Regions from separate parts of the Sus scrofa genome. Here region 1 is linked to region 2. Evidence: chromatin contacts called from public Hi-C data. All regions are on one chromosome and are shown on one strand. Each heading gives the region's core, a stretch centred on a gene start, on an enhancer-like site or on the middle of the called end of the contact. The rest is flanking DNA. Distances are from core to core; before and after follow the strand shown.

Region 1 (4,005 bases), core at 110-2,609, 57 kb before region 2:
CATAAGACATAGTATGGCCCTAAAAAGCAAAAAAAAAAAAAAAGTTATGGTGATTATTTTAAAAAGTGTTAGAATTGTATTATGGTTGTGTTTTCCGTTATCTTACAGAGGTAGGTACTGATGTATATTTACAGGTAAAATGTAATATGATGTCTTGGATTTGTTTAAAAATCATCCTGGAAGGAGTGGGTGGGTGTAAGAAACGAGCCAGGACTGTCTGTGTATTCGTGATGGTTGAAGCTGAGGGATAGGCACACAGAGCTTCGTTATACTATTTGCTCTACTTTTGCAGTTGTTCGAAGTTTTACAGGATAAAACTTGATCTGTGTGCAGAGCCTGCATCAGAATCCCTTGTTAGTAGCCCAGCAGGGGCAGTTCTTTCGGTGCAATGGTTACATGCAGGCAGCTGTCCAAGCGCCTTTTTCCTGGAAACGGCTTTTATAGGACTCCTACCAGAGACCCAGACTGAAGACACAAAGGAGGTGCCAACTCCCTCAGAGACCTCCTGCCTGCTTCCAGAGCTTTCTCCTCAGCTCCTCGTGTTGCCCTCCATCTATCTGAACAGGAACCGTTCATACCCAACAAAAACTCCAAGAGCAATAAAGGGGATTTGATGAAAAGTAAATCTCTCTCCTTGCCCCACACCCCACTTTTCAGCCCCCAGTTCTATGCAGAGGCAGCTCTCCCATCCGCTTTCCTGTCCTTCCAAAGAAACTTCACACAGGCGGAGGGTACATGTGGTTACTTCCTCCCCATCCACCTCCTTTGCATAAATGGTAGCATCCCGTGCACAGGGTTTTGAGAGTCTCCTTAGTTAAAAAGTATAGAAGGTCCTGCTGCGGCACAACGGGATTGGTGGCATCTCTGGAGCACCAGGATGCAGGCTCGATCCCTGACTGGGTACAGTGGGTTAAGGAGCCCACATTGCCGCAGCTGCGGTGTGGGTTGCCCTGTGGCTTGGATCTGATCCCGGGCCTGGGATCTCCATATGCCACAGGTGGCAAAAAAAAAAAAAAAGGATATGTTGTATTATGTATACCGTCTCAAGACTCTCCACTTTGTACATACAGATGAGCTGTAAGCTTTCAGAGGCTGCACAGTTTCCACTGTCCAAACCGCAATGGATCAGGGGTCAGTCCTCTGCTGATGGACACGGGTTATTCCCAAACCTTTGCTCTTGGTCACGGTGAATGTTGCAATGGACGTCTTTGTACATTCCCCCTTCCACCCCTGCGGGGGAGAGGATCGTCTCATTTTATTAGTCCCAACTTAATTCTTAGGGGTACCCTTAACTGGAGCGTGTTGTGCTGTTGGCTCCATGTGTGACGGGTGATGAAATCGGATGAGTAATGTTATTGAACAGAATAGGGTGAGTAATGCTATGAAACGGCTAATAAATTTGTCAGGTTGAACCCGAGGTTCCAGGCTATCTTCAGTCAAAGACTGAATTCCTTCCACCACCCTGGGGCTGGGGTTGAGGCAGGAATGCACGGCACGAACATCCATCCTGTCTACACTGTGAAGTCCTTGGCAGCATTGGGGGTGGGGAAGGGAGGCCTCTATCTTTGAACCCCAGGGCCCTGTGTTGGTGGGAGGGACTGAGTAACCAGAAGAGGGAAGAAGATAGACAATCCCCCTCATTCCCTACATCTCCCCACCCCACCATCTCTGCTCCCCAGAATGCAGAGGAAAACATTAGGGAGGCTTTTTTTTGGCCTTGCCCAGACATGCAGAAGTTCCCAGGCCAGGGATTGAACCCAGGCCACAGCAGTGACAATCTGGATCCTTAACCACTAGGCCACCAGGAAACTCCCAGAGAGGCTTTTTTTAGGGCCGCACCTGCGGCATATGGAGGTTCCCAGGTTAGGGGTTGAACCGGAGCTGTGGCTGCCAGCCTACACCATAGCCACAGCAACGCAGGATCCGAGCCACATCTGTGACCTACACCACAGCTCTCAGCAACCTCAGAGCCTTAACCCACTGAGTGAGGCCAGAGATTAAACCTGTGTCCTCATGGATGCTAGTCAGAGTTGCTGACCGCTGAGCCATGACAGGAACACCTAGAGAGGCCTTTTGAATGAAATGGCAGAGAAACTGCAGCTGGGTCTCTCCTTGCCCCAAAGCTAAGTCAAGGAGGGTGGGGATGGTGAGGGAGGAGCCAGGGAGTTTACAGCCAGAGGCCATCCCTCCCTCTGCCCTTTTCCAGCTGACCCCCGAGTACCTGGGCCATGATCACCACCCTCTCACCTGGGCTACGCAGGCCAGCCTCCCCATAGGTAGCAGGAAGTGAGGGAGGGGAGATTACATGCCCCCCAGCCCCCCCAGGACTGGGAGACCCAGAGGGATGGGATGGACAGGGGTGAGGTCGGGGTAGTAGTGACGGCAGACAGACACACTGCCCCAGCCCAGGCCTGGCTGTTCTCAGAGGCTGAATTGCCATCTGAAGGAGTTGTGGCCCTTTATAGGAGGTCAGGGACAGGCCTTTTGTTTCTTGGGAGGTGCCCACTCCACCGTTGCTGAATTCTCAGGCATTGGTTGTGCAATGGATGGGTAAAAAGAGGAGGTTCAGAGTTCCGACCCAGAGTCTGGACCTACAGGGTGGTCTCTGGCCTCTGGAGGAGTCTAGGAATGGGAGAGGGGCAGGGGCTGGGCATAACCCTTTTCTGAGGCCCTAAGGATGATTTATGCAAAGGTTCCTCAAGGTCACAGTTGGGCAATTGGTTCAAAGTAAGCAGGTCAGTGCAGGGTGGGATGGGGGTGGTTGTGTACAGTGTGCGCTAACAGTAGCCTGTGTTAGAGGAAGGAGGTGGGGTCTGACTCAAAGTTAAATTTTTTTTTTTTTTTGTCTTTTTGACATTTCTTGGGCCGCTCCTGCGGCATATGGAGGTTCCCAGACTAGGGGTCTAATCGGAGCTGTAGCCACCAGCCTACACCAGAGCCACAGCAACGTGGGATCCAAGCTGCATCTGCAACCTACACCACAGCTCACGGCAATGCCAGATCCTTTAACCCATTGAGCAAGGCCAGGGACCGAACCCGCAACCTCATGGTTCTTAGTCAGATTCGTTAACCCTGCGCCACGATGGGAACTCCTCAAAGTAAATATTTTTATTTAAAGAGAAATGGAGCAGTTCCCCTCGTGGCTCAGCGGTTTACGAATCCGATTAGGAACGATGAGGTTTCGGGTTCAATCCCTGGCCTTGCTCAGTGGGTTAAGGATCCAGCGTTGCCGTGAGCTGTGGTGTAGGCCACAGACGTGGCTCGGATCCCACGTTGCTGTGGCTCTGGCGTAGGCCGGTGGCTACAGCTCTGATTGGACCCCTAGGCTGGGAACCTCCATATGCCGAGGGAAATGGTTAAAAAAAAAAAAAAAGACAAAAATAAAATAAAATAAAAAGAAATGGAAGGAATAGAAACCAAAGATGATTTTTTAAAAAAATCTTTTTAGGGCCGCCTTGTGTCATATGGAGCTTCCCAGGCTAAGGGTCAAATCGGAGCTACAGCTGCCAGCCTACACCACAGCCACAGCCACAGGGGATCTGAGCTGAGTTGGCGACCTACACCACAGCTCACAGCAACGCTGGATCCTTAACCCACTGAGCAAGGCCAGGGATTGAACCTGAGTCCTCATAGATGCAAGTCAGATTTGTTTCCACTGAGCCACAATGGAAACTCCCCCCAAAGATACGTGTTTTTTTTTTTTTTTTTTTTTTTTTTTTTGTCTTTTTGTCCTTTTAGGGCCGAACCCACAGCATATGGAGGTTCCCAGGCAGGGGTCCAATTGGAGCTGTAACCACCGGCCTACACCACAGCCACAGCAACACAGGATCCGAGCCATGTCTGCGACCTACACTCCAGCTCACGGCAACACATGATCCTTAACCCACTGATCGAGGCCAGGAATCAAACCCGCAACCTCATGGGTCCTAGTTGGATTCATTTCTGCTGCACCATGGCAGGAACTCCCCCAAAGACACTTTTGATGCTGATCTAAAGGCAGCTATT
Region 2 (4,096 bases), core at 631-3,130:
GGTAACAATAATAGGAAAAGAAAGAGCGGGGACAGGGCAGTCCGGTGGGACGAGGGAGCAAGCAAGCTGCTTCGGGGCCCGGAGTGGCGTGGTGTGAGCAGGGAACTGCCCCGGGCTGGGCTTCTGTTGTCCAGTCCCCTTGCCTGGGTGCCCAGGCTTCTGGAGACTTAGGGTCCAAACATTAGCAGGCAGGGAGGAGAGAGGGTTCTCAGAGGCAGTGCCCATGTCCCCCTCTTAGGCAGCTGGTGAATGCCGGGGTCCTCACTGTCCGAGACGCTGGAAGTTGGTGGCTCGCTGTGCCCGGAGCCGGGAGGTTCATCAAGTGTTTTGTTAAAGGTATCCTGCCTGTAGCTCAAGCCCGCAGCCCCTCAAGAACACCTTTTGGGGGCTCCTCAGGCCTCCAGGCCTTACTCGCCTCTCCTCTCTCCCGTGCCCTTGCCTCCTCCAGGGCGCCAGGCCGTCCTGGGCATGGTCAGGAAAGCCAAGTACCGGGAGCTCCTCCTCTCGGAACTCCTGGGCCGGCGGGCACCTGCCACGGTGCGTCTGGGCCTGGCCTATCACGTGCACGACCTCATTGGGGCCCAGTTGGTGGACTGGTGAGTCTTGCCCCCTCCCCCCCCTTCCCCTCGCCTCTGGCAGGGGACAGAGCAATGACCCAAGGTGAGATTTCGTCCCCACTCGTGCTTCATTCGCTAGCGAAGCCCAGCTCCTCTCTGGTTTTCTGGAACCCGGGAGTATCCCTGGCCACGTTCTGAGTTCTTCCTAGACCTTGGGCCTAGGTGTCTCGCTCCAGCCTTGTCTTTCTCTTGCCCAGTGTCTCCACCACTTCTGGTACCCTCCTCCGCCTGCCGGAGACGTGAGGATTCTGCTCATCGTTGGACATGTCCCCAGCATGGGGAGCGAGGGGCCCAGGCGCGCCGTCCCACCCTGGCTGACATAGGGTCACCTTGGGAGGGTTTGGGAGCCACGATGAGTGTTGGGCTTGTGTCTGTGCAAAGGGTCAGATGTGCCCGCTGCTGTTTACCTGGGCTCCGACCCAGTGGTGGGGTTTGGGCAGTGCCTCTCTGCCCTTTGCTGAAAGTGGAACCAGAAACTGCCCAGGCCATGGCTGCTGCCTTCCACGCAGCAAGCTGCTGCCGCTGCCCTGTCTTGGGATGGGAAGCAGGGGTATCTGGAGAGGCTGCCGAAGGAGGGTTCTTCTCCCGACATGTTGGGTTGAAACTGCCAAATAAAGTATTTCTGCCTGTGACATTTTCTGCATGTCTTGTTTAATGTGTCGTGTGTGTTCGGGCACCTCATTTCGGGGTAGCGGTACAGCCAAACTTGGGCCTGAGCTTTGCCTCATTGTTCAGAGAGAAAAAGGGGACATCAAGGTCAGTCCCCCTCGCCCGCCCCGTGGGGTGGTGAGGATATGCTGATCTAAACCACAGAATTTCTGAGTGAGCCTCCAGCACACCAAAACCTAGTGGAGGTCAGTTCTTGTGGGGGTTATAGTGAGAGACAAGTGTCTTAGTACCTTGTTTTGTGGGTCCAACAAAGGAACCACGTGTCTCCAGCCGCTTGCTGAGCCACGTGGGGCCCTCCTGCACCTGTATCCTCGTGTACAAGCTACACCTGAGAGCATGTAGGTGCAGACACACACCCGGCTACATCCTGTAGGGGAGGTGCCCAGGGCACTGGGATAAGAGGGGTTAACAGGGAAGGGCTGGACCTCTCTCTGGGCCGTGATTTCCTCAGAGACCCAGGTGTCCGGGGCGCACCCCCCAATCCTGGGCCTGGGGCCAGTTGCTGTTCTTGGCTGTCACGTGGTTTCCCAGCTTGGCTGGGCCAGGGGAGGAGCAAGGTCCAGAGTCAACCCCGCTCCCAGCCCCAGGGTGACCAGAAAGGAGCAGGCGGACAGACAGGTCTGATCCCTCCTGAGTCCTCCAGCCATGAGGCTCCTCTGGGTGCTGATCTGGGCATCCAGCTTCTTTGCCCTGTCTCTGCAGAAGCCCAGGTCCTGGAAGCAGGATGCTAGAGACCCCAAGCAAGGCCAGGGCTGGCGAGGGGACAGCAGGCGTGGGGTGGGGCAGGGGGACCCGATTCGGGGGTGAGGGGTGGAGGGGCCTGAGGTGGGGTGGCTGCTGACTCCCGCCTGTTCTTCCCAGGTTGCTCCTGTTCTCTCCTTCTGTGGTTCACCTGGGGGTCCCCCTGTCAGTGGGGGTGCAGCTCCAGGATGCTCCTCCAGGACAGGTGGTGACAGGATCGGTGTTCCTGAGAAACCCATCCAGCACTCGTGACCGTTGCTCCCCAAAAGTGGAGTTCAGCCTCAGCTCAGAAAGAGACTTTGTACTCCTCAGCCTCCAGGTAACGGCCGCCGCTCCCTGCCGCCACCACCTGCCGCCTGCCACACTGTCCTCTGTGCTCTTGTTCCTTCCCAACGCCCCTCCCCTCCTCCCAGCCCAGGGTCTCCCCCGGTTCTGTCTCAGGGTCTCTTTTTCCTTCTGCTCTGTCTCTGACCCACTCTCGCTCCCTCTCTGGGCAGATCTCCGTGGCAGGCGCCAAGGAGTGTGGGCTCCATCTTCTCCGCAGAGCCCCCGACGTGCAACTGGTGGCCCAGTCATCATGGCTCAAGGACTATCTGTCCAAAAAGACCAACATTCAGGGAGTCAACCTGTTCTTCTCCTCTCGCCGGGGGCACATCTTTCTGCAGACTGACCAGCCCGTTTATAACCCGGGCCAGCGGGGTGCGTTTCAGCCCCGGGGCCCCCACTTCGCAGCCCTTCCCAGCCCCTTGAGTGATGGCACCCACAGCCCTGGAAAGTACCCCACAGGAAGGCTGCTTCCCAAATATTTATTCTCCTCCCCGACGCTCCCTGGAAGGGGCCCCAGGGCCAGGGCCCACCCTCTCCTGGCACTTGGCCTCTGGCTCACGTCCTCACCCTCCATTTCCAGTTCGGTACCGGGTCTTTGCTCTGGATCAGAAGATGCGCCCGACGGAAGAAACCCTCACGGTCATGGTGGAGGTGAGTCCCTGACCTCTGACCTTCCGGATCGGCCAGGGCTGCCGATCGGATCCCCGACCCTGACCGCTTCCATTCCCATCGCAGAACTCTCATGGCCTCCTCGTGCGGAAGAAGGAGGTGTATGTCCCCTCGTCCATCTTCCAGGATGACTTAGTGATCCCAGACATCGCCGAGTGAGCACCCCCACCTGCTCCCTCCCACCTCCCCAACTCCCACGTCCACCCAGTCACATCCGGAGCCCCCTGGGCCTCTGGTTCCCCTCTTCCTGGGGGGGCGGGGTCCCTGGCCCTCAGCTGGCCTCTCGCACACATGGGCTGAGTCCGCCCGCCTTGTCTGTGCTCAGGCCAGGAACTTGGAAGATCTCAGCCCGATTCTCAGATGGCCTGGATTCCAACAGCAGCACCCAGTTCGAGGTGAAGAAATATGGTAAGAGCCCCTTTCCTGCAGGGAATAAGGGGTGAGGGTGGGGACAGGGCAGGGTCAGGGGATGGGGCTGCCCCAGCCAAGAGGGGGGAGGAGTCCCTAAAGGGTCTTTTCAGGGAGTTCCCGTTGTGGTCAGTGGTAATGAACCTGCCTAGTATCCATGACGATGTGGTTGGATCCCTGGCCTCGCTCAGTGAGTTAAAGGATCTGGTGTTGCTGTGAGCTAGGGTGTAGGTCCCAGATGAGGCTTGGATCTGGCGTTGCTGTGGCTGTGGCATAGGCTGGCAGCTGCAGCTCTGATTTGACCCCTAGCCTGGGAAGCTCCTTATGCTGTGGGTGTGGCCCTAAAATTAAAAAAAAAAAAAAAGAAAGAAAAAAAAAAGAGGGTCTTTTCACAAGAGTCTGATCTGCCCTCACTTTGCCCTTGGTCAGTCCTTCCCAACTTTGAGGTGACGATCACTCCCGAACAGCCCTACATCCTGACAGCGCCTGGCTTTCTTAATGAAATCCAAATGGTCATCCAAGCCAGGTAACACCCCCTGGCCCCCCAGCAAGGCCTTGCTCCCAGGGCTCCCCATTCATGTTCCCCAGATGTACGTGCCCTGGAACCCCACTCCCTCCCCCGCCCCAGCCCTCCTCCCTCCCAGCCCACTCCGTTATTCCCTCCA

Evidence for each region. Hi-C and Micro-C count contacts between places; a contact is called where the count stands out from the background.
Region 1: a Hi-C map of liver shows a contact between it and region 2, with 2.2 times the contacts expected there. The contact joins the enhancer-like site here to the promoter of C4A in region 2. A contact is called at or near these places in 1 of 5 promoter capture datasets (liver), 3 of 47 Hi-C or Micro-C datasets (all in liver) and 2 of 2 datasets of contacts at active chromatin or transcription factors (alveolar macrophages and skeletal muscle).

The regions. Positions count from the first base shown.
Region 1 is chr7:24,009,177-24,013,181 of Sscrofa11.1, forward strand. No RefSeq gene overlaps it. Among named protein-coding and RNA genes, the nearest start is that of C2, 9.4 kb to the right of the region's middle. Within about 2 kb of position 1,360, at least 13 of the 83 cell types and tissues checked have an H3K27ac peak or open chromatin away from gene starts, as enhancers often do. A contact at or near this core is called in liver, where this site is marked.
Region 2 is chr7:24,066,139-24,070,234 of Sscrofa11.1, forward strand. C4A (complement C4A (Rodgers blood group)) reads left to right here and starts at 1,881. Exons shown (of 41, transcript NM_001123089.2): 1 at 1,881-1,996; 2 at 2,148-2,346; 3 at 2,525-2,726; 4 at 2,935-3,005; 5 at 3,090-3,178; 6 at 3,349-3,431; 7 at 3,861-3,957. The coding sequence starts at 1,932. STK19 (serine/threonine kinase 19) reads left to right here. Exons shown (of 7, transcript NM_001128450.1): 5 at 239-336; 6 at 449-596; 7 at 815-1,260. The coding sequence ends at 860.